Regions from separate parts of the Capsicum annuum genome. Here region 1 is linked to region 2. A link is a contact called in public Hi-C data. All regions are on one chromosome and are shown on one strand. Each heading gives the region's core, a stretch centred on a gene start, on an enhancer-like site or on the middle of the called end of the contact. The rest is flanking DNA. Distances are from core to core; before and after follow the strand shown. Region 1 holds the start of LOC107856993 (probable folate-biopterin transporter 2). Region 2 holds the start of LOC107854974 (mediator of RNA polymerase II transcription subunit 30).

Region 1 (2,903 bases), core at 164-2,663, 200 kb before region 2:
ATCATGAAAAGTATAAAATTAGCGGTAGAACTAAAAAAAAGTTAAATGGCATTGCATATTTTACCCGCAAATAAGAAATAAGGCCTGCGGTGATACCCCAAAATGGGAACAGCATCAGTGAGAAGACCCCAAAGAGGCTTGACAATCCAGGGGATTGAAGTTATCCCTGAATAAACCTGAGATTCAGAAGGCTGCACTTTTTGTACATCCTTCATATAGTACTCTGTACTTATGCGGGAAAAAGCACCACCAAGTCCTTGGCTTATTCCATATACAATCACAACACCAAACACAAAACTCCAGTGCAATTCCATAGCGAGCATTTTGAACCAGTTGACTGGAGCACAAATAGAACTACAGATCCTATCATTATGCTCACTTTCTTGCACTTCCTCCCCCTCCTCGCCATGAATTTGAAGCTTGGCTTCTTCCCCCTCACTATGAACTTGAAGTTTGGCTTCTTCCCCCATCACTGCCCAAACCTGCAAAATGGGATCCCAAAAGAACAAAGACACTTCCAGTCCAAGATTAGACCTTTTCAAGATTCTGGAACCTCAATGTCCTAGAGAAGTCAACTTCCAAGCAAATGGAGATCTCAATCTGTAAAACCCCAGTTCAAACTTGGTTCTTCAAGATTCTGGTACAAAAATGTCTCAGAGAAGTCAACCTCCAAGCAAATGGATATCCAAATCTGTAAAACCCCAGTTCAAGATTGGACATTTTCAAGATTCTGGTACAAAAATGTCATGGAAAAGTCAACTACAAAGCAAATGGATATCCAAATCTGTAAAACCCCAGTTCAAGATTGGACCTTTTCAAGATTCTTGTACAAAAATGTCATGGAAAAGTCAACTACCAAGCAAATGGATATCCAAATCTGTAAAACCCCAGTTCAAGATTCGGCCTTTTCAAGATTCTAGTACCTCAATATCTTGGAAAAGTCAAAATTTCCAAGCAAATGGGGATCTCTTGGTTTGTTTTCTCCATATGGGGTTTTAAAGATTTCTTCCTACTTAACTTTGACTACTATATATGTCTGCAAAAGATTCAAACTTTATCTGATCTGCAAGCTAAATACCTAAAAGTATGTCTCCAAGAACATTAATTATTCTTTCAACTTGCATATTGCTACAAACACTCTCCATGTGTGTCCGAAAGACAGATGTACTGAACCTATCACTACATATTGAGTTGGTTGGGAAAGGGCCGGACCTCAAGTTCTATTTAATGCGGTCTTACCTTGCATTTCTATCATACTGACTGTTCCACAATTTGAACCAATAGCTTCCTAATTATATCACAGCACCTTTTATCAATCATTAACTAGAAGAAAATAAGATTAGGTAGATTCAAGAATGATTATTGAGGACAAAATGGAAGTTTCAAGGTAGCTAAATTTTAGTAAATTTTTAGTTCACACTTCACATCAACTTCTGTATTATTATTATAGTAAGTAACCCCCAAGGACAGGAAGGCTGTCGTAAAGTTCGCATTTTCAAATGAAACACTACGGCTACCTGCTGTTTTGTCTTTGTTAACTACCATATAATATTGTCTGAAAATAAAATTGGATCTTATGTTTTAAATACAGTAATGAAAAAATTGAATCAAAGAGTTATCAGCAAATTAAAAACATATTTTTTAAACAAATTAAAAAAATAAATAAGAAAAACAGATTGAAATAAAAGGAGTACATGTGATTTGTATATTTTGTGTGAATTTCTTTTACTTTTTCGGTTCTATTTTAATTGATCATTTCTATTTTATATGATAATTAAGAAATTAAATAAAATGATTATTTTTATTAAATTACTCTTCATTCATATTGATGGATATAATGATCATTCAAAGAATATTAATTATAGAAATAAAATAGAAAAAATTTAATTAATTTTATCTTATTTAATAAGTAGACAAATAACTTAAGGTGTGTATTTATAATTAGGTGGTCAGCTAAAATGGGATGAAGGGAGTAATAAACATTTATTTTACACGTTATTTGTATAGCTTATGTGCGTTTTTGGTTTATTAATACACATTCTATTGTATAGAATAGCAGTAGGAAGCAGGTGCAGGTCGTCCTATCAGCTTTCGCTATCTCTTTTTTGTAATTTTTTGTTTTTTCCGTTCTAATTTATTTATCTTATTTTTTAATTTGATATGTATTTAAAAATTACATGAAATTACTTTAAATTATAATAATTAACAACTTAAAAAAATTGAAAAACATATAAAAATTTAGTTGATTTTCAAAATTCTATCAAATCTACATATATTGTAATAGATGAAGTAATATTTATTATTTAAAAATAACATAAAAAGTATCATAAATTATAATAATTAACCACTTAAATCATGTGTTTAAAAGGTATCATACTAACTTACATGGAGTATCACCTTTTTGTGATTATTAGGATTGCACATATGCCAAGCAAAAGATATGAGACATTGACGCTACATGGCACTTATATGTTCTTTAAGTGTAAAGAAAAAAGAAATATATTTCTTATATATTGTATATACTAGATGGCACGTGCTCATGTACTGCACGAGCATATTGTCTGTGACATCGTTTATATTCGAGAAGCAACAATCGTTATTCCGTTAGTTTAAGATAAGGTAAAAGCTTACACGTTAAATTTCCGCTCAACTAAATCTGAGACTCTTATCGAAAATAGATGGCTAGAAGTACTAATGAAGAGAGTCATTATAAAGTTTAGTTCACATAAGCTCAAAAATAGTCACTGGCTTAGACATTCTCTTGGATGCATTCACCATACAAGAATTCGAGGTAAGTTATGGTATCACAATACAATAATATCAAGTTGGAAGAAGATGGTTAGAAGTTCTACATTCGAGAATATGATTAATTCAAAGAGTTTTAAGGGCTACATTTGTTTTAA
Region 2 (2,828 bases), core at 23-2,522:
GAGATTCTGAGCATTTTCCGGTCTTGACAGGGTTGCACCAGGGATCAACTCTTAGTCCATTTTTATTTGCTGTGGTGATGAATGTGTTGACGCGAAATATACAAGGCGACGTACCTTGGTGTAAGCTTTTTGCGGATGATGTAGTTTTGATTGAGGAGTCACGGCAAGGTGTTAGCGATAAGCTGGAGGTTTGGAGATAAAACTTGGGGTCTAAAGGTTTCAGATTGAGTAGGACCAAGACGGAGTATTTTGAGTGCAAGTTTAGTGACTTGAGGCAAGAGGATGAGGTGGTAGTGAAGTTGGAATCTCAAGCAGTCTGTAAGAGGGATAGTTTTAAGTATCTTGGGTGTACGATCCAGGGGAATGGGGAGATAGATGAGGATGTATCTCACCGTATTAGGGCAGGTTGGATAAAATGGAGGATCGTTTCGGGAATTTTATGTGATAAGAAGGTACCTCCCAAGCTGAAAGGCAAATTTTATAGAATTACGGTCCAACCAGCTATACTGTATGGAGCGGAGTGTTGGCCAGTTAAGAGTTCTCATATCCAAAAGTTAAAGGTGGATGAAATGAGAATGTTGTGTTGGATGTGTGGTCTTACAAGGGCGGACAAGGTTAGGAATAAGATTATTCGGGAGAAGGCGGGAGTGGTATCGATGGAGGATAAAATGCGGGAAGTGAGGTTGAGATGGTTTGGTCATGTGATGATGAAGGACACGGATGCCCCAGTTCGTAGATGTGAGAGGCTGGTGTTAGATGGTTTCAAACGGGGAAGGGGTAGACCGAAAAATACTGGAGAGAAGTGATTAGACGTGACATGGAGCAGTTACAGCTCACCGAGGACATGACCCTGGATAGGAAGGTTTGGAGGAAGAACACTAGGATAGAGGGAATCGTAGTCAATAGTTAGGTTTTGTTTGGTGTCTTTTGTTTGGTAATATACATTATTTTTATGGTTGTCGTATCTATGTTAGTTTTATCACATTTCTTGCTTTGGAAGTTCTGGTTTATTGCCTTGTGTCTTGAGCCGGGGGTGTATCGGAAACAGCCTCTCTACTTCTTTAGAGGTAGTGGTATGGACTGCGTATATTCTACCCTCTCCAGACCCCACTAGGTGGGAATATACTGGGTTTGTTGTTGTTGTGGTTTATTTCGGTTTAAATCGAAAACTGAATTACGTCAACCTAAAAATCAAACCGAAATACCAAATTTATTAAAAAATAAACCAAAATCAAGCCATAAAAACAAAATAATTTGATTTGATTCGGAATTTTAATTTTTCGATATCTATGCCCTCAGGAAAAGAGTAAAACGTGTCGCTTCATGCTCAAATTACTTCTCCTTAAAACTCCTCGCACCGCTCATCGCCGCCACCGTAAACTAGGGTTTTCAACAAACCGTTTACAATTTCCATCCAAAAAAAATGGAAGAAAAAGGCACGATAACAAGCCCTAAAACCATACAAGAACTCGCCGTAGAAGGTCAAAAGCATTTAGAAGACACAATAGAAGCCGCACATCAAATCCTCTCCGCTATGAACGACGAACTCTGTAACCCATCACTTTGGTCCACTCCAAATCCGTCAACTACAACCTCTCCGTCCCCGGCAGCGCCGGCGCTGGCCGCGGGTGGTGGTGGTTTGAGTAATGGACAGCAGCAGCATTTAAACGGGGATGTTTTATCGGATACGTCGTCGTCTTCTTCGGCTTCGGCCTCGGCTTCGGCTCAGCATTTGGATATTGGTGGAGGTGCGCTTGAAGAATCGCGGTTACGTTATAAGTTATCTGTTGCTTGGTTGCGTTCTGTTCTTACGGCGATTGCTAATTCACAGAAGGTAATGAATTCTACGTATAGAAAATGCATGGTTTTCTTAAATTAATGGTCAAAAACACACCTAAATATTCTGATTTTTCTGAGTTTCATACATGATGGTGCAAGTAAAACGTGATTTTTTTTTAAAAAGGCAGTTTTTGTTTTCAAAGTAAAAAATGATATTTAAAAATTGGAGTTGTGTTTGGTCATGAATTTAGTAATCTTTGAATTTGTGAGTAGTTTTGAGTGGAAAAAGTGAAAACAGTTTTTGTTGTTTTTCAGATTCTTGAAAATTCTGGAATTAAGTTGAATTTCGGAATTTTACTGGCAAATGTGTTTCACAGAGTTGAACGGTAAAAAGTGAAAAATTTTCGTGGCCAAACACTCCCTTAATCTGAACTGACAACTAAACGCTCCAACTCGTTCCCACACACCTTGATGTGGACTGGCATCTAAACACTCCAACTCGTTCCCACCACCAGATGCTGATGTGGCACATAAATTTTGAAGGTGTCTAGATGATCATATTAAGTTGTTGGAATGTTCAACTGACACAGGGGAGACGAGGTGTGTAGATGTGTATACTAAAAGTTGGAGTGTTTACTTGTCGGCTGAGGCCAAGTTTGAGTGTTTGTTTATTGTATTATGCATTTTGTATTTGTGTAATATTATAATTTGTATGGTTAAGATAGTGATCCAAGTAAAAGTTTGATTGATATAATCATGAATCAACTATGGCTCTATCATAAGCTAGTTGGATTTGCTATATGACTGGATCACTTCTAGTGAGGTCCATTATGTGAATGAATGAAGAGATGAAAGTAAAAAAGAGGTGTAAAATGCTCCAAGGGATTTGGTTCAATGCCAAAGGTAGTTCAACATAGGATGTGCGGTAGGCTAGCGCGATGAGTTTAGATCGAATGTAGAGAACCTCTAGTTTCAGGGGTCCCAAAACTGTTGAATACTGGAATGAAATGTCTCCATATGGAGCCCAATGGATATGGTCATATGGAGGA

What was found. Hi-C and Micro-C count contacts between places; a contact is called where the count stands out from the background.
Region 1: a Hi-C map of placenta shows a contact between it and region 2, with 2.9 times the contacts expected there. The contact joins the promoter of LOC107856993 here to the promoter of LOC107854974 in region 2. A contact is called at or near these places in 2 of 5 Hi-C or Micro-C datasets (leaf and placenta).

What each region holds. Positions count from the first base shown.
Region 1 is chr1:205,075,076-205,077,978 of UCD10Xv1.1, reverse strand. It overlaps LOC107856993 (probable folate-biopterin transporter 2), which reads right to left and starts at 1,413. Exons shown (of 5, transcript XM_016701949.2): 1 at 65-1,413. The coding sequence starts at 470.
Region 2 is chr1:204,876,837-204,879,664 of UCD10Xv1.1, reverse strand. LOC107854974 (mediator of RNA polymerase II transcription subunit 30) reads left to right here and starts at 1,272. Exons shown (of 3, transcript XM_016699961.2): 1 at 1,272-1,834. The coding sequence starts at 1,424.